2 separate regions of the Sus scrofa genome follow, and region 2 is linked to region 1. A link is a contact called in public HiChIP or PLAC-seq data. All regions are on one chromosome and are shown on one strand. The core of a region is the stretch at or near the end of the contact, and the rest is flanking DNA. Distances in the headings are between cores, read along the strand shown.

The links. HiChIP or PLAC-seq counts read pairs in DNA pulled down with a chosen protein or histone mark.
Region 2: a contact with region 1 is called in an H3K27ac HiChIP or PLAC-seq map of skeletal muscle. The contact joins the promoter of ABHD1 here to the promoter of TRIM54 in region 1. A contact is called at or near these places in 1 of 5 promoter capture datasets (fetal skeletal muscle), 4 of 47 Hi-C or Micro-C datasets (mesenteric adipose tissue, omental adipose tissue, retroperitoneal adipose tissue and 1 more) and 1 of 2 datasets of contacts at active chromatin or transcription factors (skeletal muscle).

Annotation. Positions count from the first base shown.
Region 1 is chr3:111,850,451-111,854,818 of Sscrofa11.1, reverse strand. It overlaps TRIM54 (tripartite motif-containing protein 54), which reads left to right and starts at 2,351. Exons shown (of 9, transcript NM_001244359.1): 1 at 2,351-2,595. The coding sequence starts at 2,428. It overlaps DNAJC5G (dnaJ homolog subfamily C member 5G), which reads left to right. Exons shown (of 6, transcript XM_021087695.1): 6 at 292-1,240.
Region 2 is chr3:111,999,514-112,003,881 of Sscrofa11.1, reverse strand. It overlaps ABHD1 (protein ABHD1), which reads left to right and starts at 1,755. Exons shown (of 9, transcript XM_005662672.3): 1 at 1,755-1,972. The coding sequence starts at 1,859.

The sequences.
Region 1 (4,368 bases), core at 1,102-3,601:
TTACCTATAGGGGGTTTGCTTTAAATTCTGGGTGGTCATTGGAGTTCCCACTGTGGTGCAACGGGATTGGCAGTGTCTTGGGAGCACTGGGATGCAGGTTCGATTCCTGGCACAGCATGGTGGGCTAAGGATCCAGCATTGCTGAAGTTATGGCTTGGGTTGCAGCCACAACTCTGATCTGATCCCTGGCCTGGGAATTCCATATGCTATGGGACAACCGAAAAAAGGAAAAACAAATTCCGGGTGATCATTCTTTCTCATTAATAAGATTCCAACGCCTTCTGCCCCTAGGTGCTAACCCAGCAAGGGTGCCCTTTGCTGCTCAGTCAGCTGGACTCGGTGAAGAGAGGAGCAAGTAGCCCTGTCCTGACATTGCCCCTGATTTGCTCTTCTTGTAAAAAAATCCCATCTTCGGATGGCATCCATCCCAGTGAGGATGCTGCCTTCTTCTTGATGGGATCACGGCCCCTGGCCCTGCATGGTGGCCCAGATCCTCTCCTTTTTAGCTCCAGCCCTGATTTTCATCTTTTAGAGTGGCCCTCCTATCCCTGTCCTTACAAGGTCCTGGGCAGTGGTGATAGTCCTTTCCAGAGCATGCTTTTTCCTGGGCCTTCCTTGGGATTTGAGCCAGTGTCAGCTGCTCCATCAGCCGCTTGCCACATCTCCATCAAGATCCTGATAACCAAGGCGGGTGGATGCCGTCCCAGAGCTGCTGTACCAGCTAATCCTCCTTTGTTGCAACTCTGTGTACCACGAACTCTTAGAGTCCTTCCTAAGTGCATACACCCTGCTGGGGGCCGGTCTCACCTTCGTCTGGTGCCAACGCATGTGGCATTACCTCCGGATCCTCCCTGGACTGCAGCTGCCAGCAAAGCACCTTAGCCTGGGGCCTGTGGGATGACTGAGGTTCACACATCTGGGCCTGCCTACCTCCAGCCTTTGTAGGCTGATCACTGTATGTTTTGGTCTTGAAACAGGGGCACGAACTGGGTGACAGGGTCAAGAGCCACCTTTGACAGACCCTTTCGCCACGCGTGCCTCCTCGTCACACCATTTTGCATCCAGGCAGGGTCAGGGCCTAGTAACTCCTCCAACGTCTCTCGCTGGCCTGGGAGACGGGCTAAGGCACGTCTGTGAATAAAAGAGCTTTTGTCCAATCCCAGCGCCTGTGTTGGGTCCCCCAAAGACAGATGGTACCTGGGATGGAGAAGAAGGAGGCGGGGAAGGTAGAGGAGCGGGAAGCCGGCGTCCAGGGAACCTGCCGAGCCGGGACAGAGGCTTCGGCTTCCCAGAACACTGTGCTCATGACTTTGTCAGTGTTCTAACATTTCCCTGGAGACTGATTCCTCTGGTGCCCAAAATAGGTCCCTGGCATCCAGGTCCTTTCTGTCCAGTCCAGCTTCTCTCGATTTCCTAACAAATTTAAAGTCCTTGGAGTGGCTCCAGGGATGGGTTCATGGACCAGAACCCACACGCTCTCGGAGCATGCACACAAGGTCCTTCTAGGCTCTGGCGCACCTGTCAGCTCCAGCCTCCTGGGCTTCTTTTTCTAGGGGATATAAGAAAAGTCTGGGCGAGAACAAAAATGGACCATAAGTGTTGGGCCAGAGCCTCTCTCTTTATCTCTGGTGCCTTTCTTCTGAGTCATGGGGTTCAGAGGAAGAGGCCAAGGTCACTGGCTAAGCCTCGGAGGCAGAAACCTTCACCGACAGGCTGGAGGTCTGGCAAGATCTTTCTTCCCACCCTCCGCCATGTGTGGTGGCTCTCATACCACCTGATTCAGATTCTGTGTCACTGCCCTGGAAAGGGGGCCTGGGCCAGAGCTCAGGCGTCAGGGGCTCACAGGAGCCCTCCGAGGGAGAGCACCTTGTGGTCCCACCTTCCACCATGAGCAGTGACGCCACCCCTGCTCTTGCTCAAGGGCGTCACCCATTCCTGAGTGAGTCAGGGTCACTCACTCGGTGACAGCTGTGGCTCGCCTTACATGAGCTAAATCGGGAGTTGGAATGTCACACAGAGCTGCCCCTCATTCCCCACCCCCACGTTAAAATTAATCTCCTCTCTGGGGAGCGAGAGACAAACAGTGCTGCCCATAGAGTGGACAAGAGTCGTCTGGAAAACAAAAGGAGAAATTTCCAGGGACAGAGTCCTTCAGGGACGGAGGGCTAGGAAACGCTGCATGTGCCTGGCTGGGGTTCAGAGCAGAGACTAAGGAGAGACAGAGAAGCATCTGCAAACAGCTATCTAAGGACGAGAGAAATTGTTAGAGGAAGGGACGATAGAGAGAGCAGAGCTATTTCAGGACTGAGCAGCAGAAGGGAGCCGAAGAGTCCGCAGATTGTCTGAAGTTAGCGAGGAAGGGTCCAGAGGCAGTGAGGGAAGGCCAGGACCAGGGCCAAGGCCAAGGCAGGCACGATCGCCGAGGGGATGAACTTCACAGTGGGTTTCAAGCCGCTGCTGGGGGATGCACACAGCATGGACAACCTGGAGAAGCAGCTCATCTGCCCCATCTGCCTGGAGATGTTCTCCAAACCAGTGGTGATCCTGCCCTGCCAGCACAACCTCTGCCGCAAGTGTGCCAACGATGTCTTCCAGGTGGGCCGGGGCAGGGGCAGAGTGGGGTAAGGCGTGCAGGCTTGTGGGCGACTTCTCATCCGGGCAGCACTGAGGCCCCAGGAGGTGACGGGCGGAGTGCTCTCTGAGGTGGGTGGTGGCTGTCCCAGCGGAAGAGGAGAAGAAGAGCCGGGGGTCCTAGCAGCTCCCAAAGTAAGCATGAGTCAGCAGCCGCTCTGCAGGCTGGCAAGTCTAGCCTGTGCGTGGACAGCCACTGGAATTCTGGGCTCTGCAGAGGAAAGGGGACCCCCGCAGGAACTGGAAAGAGAGTGATTCTACACCAGGCTGTAAGACGGTCTGTGCTAGACTCTGCATTCCAGTTGGGAGTTTGAGATGTTGAGAATGATATGGGAAATCTGGAGAAAATAGCAATGAGATAATGAACATTAAAAAATAAGCCCTGTGGAGCTCCTGCTGCGGTGCATTGGGAGTGGTGGCGTCCTGGGACCACTGGGATGTGGGTTCAATCCCCGGCCTGGCACAGTGGGTTAAGGATGCTGTGTGGCCTCAACTGCAGCTTAGGTCGAGGCGGCGGCTCAGATCTGATCCCTGGCCCGGGACCTTCATATGTCATGGGGCGGCCAAAAATGAAAAAAAGCAAAAACCCCAAACCTGTGGGAAAGGTCCATGACAGCAGCGAAAGTATTTGTATTTAAGGCAAGACTGAATGCATCCATCTTTGGGGGCAGAGTTAGACTGTGGGCAGCAGCCTGGGAATTCTCCCCAAGTGAAGTTCACTCATGTCCCTCTCTACAGGGGTCAGATGAGGGGCTGCTGCTTCAAAGGGAATGAGGTCATTTAAGCAGGGAGAAGGCAGAGAAGACATTTTGCTTCCCCAGAATGTAACCAGTTTGGGTTTACGTGTGGTTGTGGAGCAAGGCATAGTTCATCACATTCACAGATAATCATTTGAGCTCCTGGTTTCAAAAATGAAAGCAGCATATATCAGAATGGTTTAGATAAATGGGCTTCCTCTCTTGCCCTGTGCCCCTGGTGTAGGTTCTAGTGATGTATAAAATGGAACGGAGACCCCTAGCCTGGGAACCTCCATATGCCTCAGGTGCACCCCTAAAAAGACAAAAAAAAAAAAAAAAAGGAACAGAGATTAGGGAGAGTGAGGAATAAAGACACACACACACACACACACACACGTGTCTTTGCAAATGAAGTAAATACTCAGAATAAACCCGAGCTGGCTGATTTAGCAGGCATGGCAGCGGTAAGGAACATCCTGCAGGCTATTCTTCATCTGTATCAGAAATTGTGAGGAAATGCGTTGAACACAATGACTTTTAACCAAGAAAATGCTTCCCTTTTAAGTTTTTTGTTTGTTTTTTGTTTTTGCCTTTTGTCTTTTTAGGGCCACACCCTCGGCCTATGGAAGTTCCCAGGCTAGGGGTCAAATTGGAGCTACAGCTGCCGGCCTACACCACAGCCACAGCAACGCCAGATATGAGCCACATCTGCAACCTACACCACAGCTCCCGGCAACGCCAGATCCTTAACCCACTGAGCAAGGCCGGGGATCGAACCTGCGTCCTCATGGATGCTAGTTGGGTTCGTTAACTGCTGAGCCATGATGGGAACTCCCCCTTTTAAGTTCTTTGAGGCAGCATGTTGGAGGGCAGGTAATGGGCCGATGAATTTAGGTCATTCCACAGCTGTAACCCCACAACCCACCCTTTGCCTGCCATCTTCACTGAGCTCTGTGGTGTCTCCTGCCATCTTCCCTTCAGGGCCCATTCCCATCGCCTG
Region 2 (4,368 bases), core at 506-3,005, 150 kb before region 1:
TGTCACCCACTCCTTCACAGAATTCTTGGATAGCTTTCCTCCACGTTTAGGATAAATTCTAACATCCTTTATGCGGCTGCCCACAACCTGGTTCTTGACCACCTCATATGCCCTAGAAACACCAAATTTCTTTCTCTCGCATCCAGGATTTGGTTGTGCTGTTCCCTCTCCTGGAACAGCTATGCTCTCCCTTCCTCCACCTTGCTGTGGAAACTCCTAGGGATATTTTTGATTTCATCTTAAATGTCTTGTCATTTAACATCTGGAAAAACTTTCTCAGGAGTTCCTGTTGTAGCTCAGTGGGTTATGAACCTGTCTAGTATCCATGAAGATGTGGGTTCAATCCCTGACCTTGCTCAGTGGGTTGAGGATCCCGCGTTGCCATGGGCTTCAGTGAAGGTTGCAGACAAGGCTTGGATCTGGTGTTGCTGTGGCTGTGGCCAGCAGCTGCAGCTCCAAATCAACCCCCTGGCCCTGTGAACTTCCATATGCTGCAGGTATGGCCCTAAAAAGAAAAAAAGAAAAAAGAAAAAAAAAAAAAAAAGGTGTGATCTTGTAGTGGTTAGCACCCTGCATTGTGGAAAAGCTTCTACTGACCCATGAGGCCTGGACACACTCCCCAGGGCTCTCAGTGCAGCTAGTACTTCCTTTAGCATCATGCTCTATTCCAGGGGTTCAACCCTGATTACACATTTGAGTTTTCCAGAGAGTTTGTGTTTTTTGTTTTTGTTTTTCTGTCTTTTTGTCTTTAGGGCCACACCTGCGGCATATGGAAGTTCCCACGCTAGGGGTCTAATCGGAGCTGTAGCTGCTGGCCACAGCCACAGTCATGCCAGATCCCAGTCAGGTCTGCGACCTACACCACAGCTCACAGCAACGCTGGATCCTTAACCCACTGAGCGAGGCCAGGGATCCAACGCGCAACCTCAAGATTCCTAGTCGGATTGATTTCCCTGCACCATGATGGGAACTCCCCAGAGAGCTTTTAAATGATATTAATAGCCAGGTGCCTCTCCAGACCAACTATGTGGTGGGGGGAGGTGCAGGGTGGCTGGGCACTCGTAGTTTTAAAAACTCACAGACATTCCAATCTTGAGTCAAGGTTGAGAGCCACTGCTCTAGTAGGTTACTTACCTGTTTCCGTATCCCAGTGAAGACAGGAACAGCATCCCAAGTGCCTGGTACAGAGTGGCTGATGAGCAAGTATCTGTTGTACTCGTGACAGGGATTCTAGGAGCCATCCTGGAGTGACACTCTAAGAGTGACTTTAACCTATGTGTGTGTGACTCTGTGCGGAATGCTTCTCACTCAGTAGCTGAAACCTACTGAGTATCACAGTACGTGTCACAGTGTGAATGACTGTGTCCAGTGCGTGAGGACCACTGTGAGTGGCTGAACACTGTGGGCCTGGAGGGGCGTCACTGTGTGAGTGGCTGTGTCCTGTGTGTGACCGAGGGGCTGGGGGCCTCTGGCCAGGCTGCCTGACTCTCCGCGCCGGGGCGGGCTTGGAGGAAAGAGGGGGCTGCTGCCCCTCACCAAGATGGCGGCTGTGGGGGAGCCCGCTGGGCCCTACGAGAGGCTGCAGCGCCGGCGACCTCGACGCGGAAGCCGGAGGCGCAAAGGCACGAGACCCCGGCCGCAGGCTGGGAGGCCGCTCGCAAGTCGCTACGATCTGCCCGGCGCAGGGGCCTGGGGCAGCCCGCCACCGCCGGGACGCCCTAGCGCCGCCCCTCACCACGCCCGACGCCGGGTACGCGGTGGGCGGGGCCCGGATCCCCGCGAGCACCTGCAGGCTGACTAATCGAAATTCAGACGCTGGAGCGAGTCAAGAACCTGGCAGGCGAAATCCAGCAACGAGATGCTGAGCTCTTCCCTGAACCCACAGAATAACAGCTGGACAGAGCTCTTCTCTCTGCTTTTGGGTCTTGGCGCTGTCCTCTACTTGGGCTACTACTGGACATGGGTGCCCCAGGTAGGTGCGGGTCCAGAGCTCTCGCCGGTGGGTTTGGATTATTCGAGTCTAGCGGTCAGCTTCCAGCAAGGGGCTCAAGCCCTTTGTAGGAGGTGGCTTGGTTGAGTCATCCGGCCTCAGGTGAAACTGGACGCCCCAACCCCACGACTACTCCTGCCCCGTGCTCCAGCCAGGCTCTGCTTTGCAATTATCACCTAATGGAGAGTTGGTTCTTTGCCTGCTTAGATTCTCTGTGTACGTCCCATGTCAGCTGGGCCTTTCAGGCATCGGAGGGATGCTACTGCCTCTGATGCGGACAAACACTTGCAGAAAGGCGGGGTGGAAGGCATCCTCAAAGTGTCCGGGAGTTACGCACATTTACTTTTCTTTTTAGCCAGTCTAGCTGAGTTTCTCATTAGTTGCACTGAATGAAGGAACCGGTCTGTGGGGTTGTGTTTAACTCCCAGCATCACTCCATCAGCTTAGTAGGACCTCACCTCTCTTAAGGACTGGCAGAGGTTCCCTGCCTAGCTCAGGACCAATGGATAATCCTGATTGACCTTGCTCACGCAGTCCTGTTTTAAGTTCTAGGCTTTCCGCATATAGCGCAATAGGGAAATCTGAAGAAGACAATTTTGATGAACTTGGAGATTTTATTCTCACTGAAATTTACATAAAAGATATAATTTAGGAGTTCCCCTGTGGTGCAGCAGGTTAAAGATCCCACATTGTCACTGCAGTGGCTTGGGTCGCTGCTGTGGTGTGGGTTTGATCCTTGGCCTGGGAACTTCCACATGCCACAGGCATGACCAAACAAACAAAATCTATAAAATACGTAATTTACATATCCAGAAAAATCTAAATCTTAATTTTATTAAACTCAGTTCTAGGTAGCTAAGTCTAATAAGAAACTATTGAATCAAGCCCTTAAAAAGATGCATAAGGAAATTTAATGTTACCTAAACTTTTCTGTATTTTCAGAGCTTTATACATCCTGTATATTGTTTATAAAATACACCTCCCTTAATAAAACAATTTTAAAAATCCAAACATCACAATACCCTGTAAATCTTATTTGTGTGATTTGGAAAGTCAGTCATTTCAGAACAGAGCTGTCATTAACATTTTCCTTTGCTTGCAGTCAGCCACACAGAGGTCAGAGACCTCTGCCACTTCACACTCCAAAGCCTTCCTTGATTTTCAAATACTGGTTAAAATGCAGGGAAAGTATCATTCTGGGTGCTCTGAGGACATGCAGCTTGAATTGTCCAGCATGGTAATGAATTGGTATTGATTCATCCACAGTGACTAATGGCATCTCACTAATTCTCAGGGATAAGTCAAGAAACACTTCACTAGAGTTATAATGAAACTAATCCACATAAATCTGTGATTCAATTTATTAGCACCTTTTTCTGCGCTACTGAGCTGTTTGACCAAAGATGTAATTAATGGAGAACTCAAAATCTTGGCAACTATGAGTTACCCAAATGAGTCAGATAGACTTGGGTTTCAATCCCAGCTCCACCACTAACTAGCTCTTTCACTCTGTGACCTTGGACAACTTACTCAACATTCAATATTCAAACACCTTCCCGCAAGGGCATCATGGCCCCTCTCTTAAAGAGCTGTTGTCAAAGTCACAGGATGTCATTATGTAAAATGCTTAGCACAATGCCTGGCACATAAGGAGCACTCAATATATCTTACTAGTATGAGTGGGAATATCATAATTATTCCACTTTGATGTTTCCTTACTGTGTCACTTTGGGCAAATGACTTGACCTCTGTCTTAGTTTCACCTACAGTAAGGTTGGGTTTGGCCTAGTGCCAGCAGATAACATACAATAAATCACAGGGATTATTATGCCAGGGTTTAAGAAGCAGGGTACAAGTCACAATACCAACGTGGCCTCTCGAGTCCTTTTTTTTTTTTTTTTTTTTTACTTTTTGTCATTTATAGGGCCGCACCCGAGGCATATGGAAGTTCCCAGGCTAGCGGTCTAATCGGAGCTGTAGCCGCCAGCCGCCACCACAACCACAGCAACATGGGATCTGAGCCACATCTGTGACCTACACCACAGCTCACGGCAACACAGGATTTTTAACCCACCGGCAACCTCATGGTTCCTAGTCGGATCTGTTAACCACTGAGCCATGATGGGAACTCCCGTCTCTAGTCCATAATGTATTTAGTCCCTTTTGACTGCAAGAAGAGATAGGAGTTGTCCTCAGGTCCCTTCAGGCCTGCAACAGAAATGAGACAGTCTCAGGCCTTCTGTCTTGTACAGCATACTCCTGCTTCATAAGCCTTCTGTGTGGCTGGGCCCTCTCATTCACTTGATGTGTATCCAGAAGAACGAAGCAGAGGGCTTGAAAGTCAGGGCCAAGTGCCCACTGACCTCATCTGCCCTGTC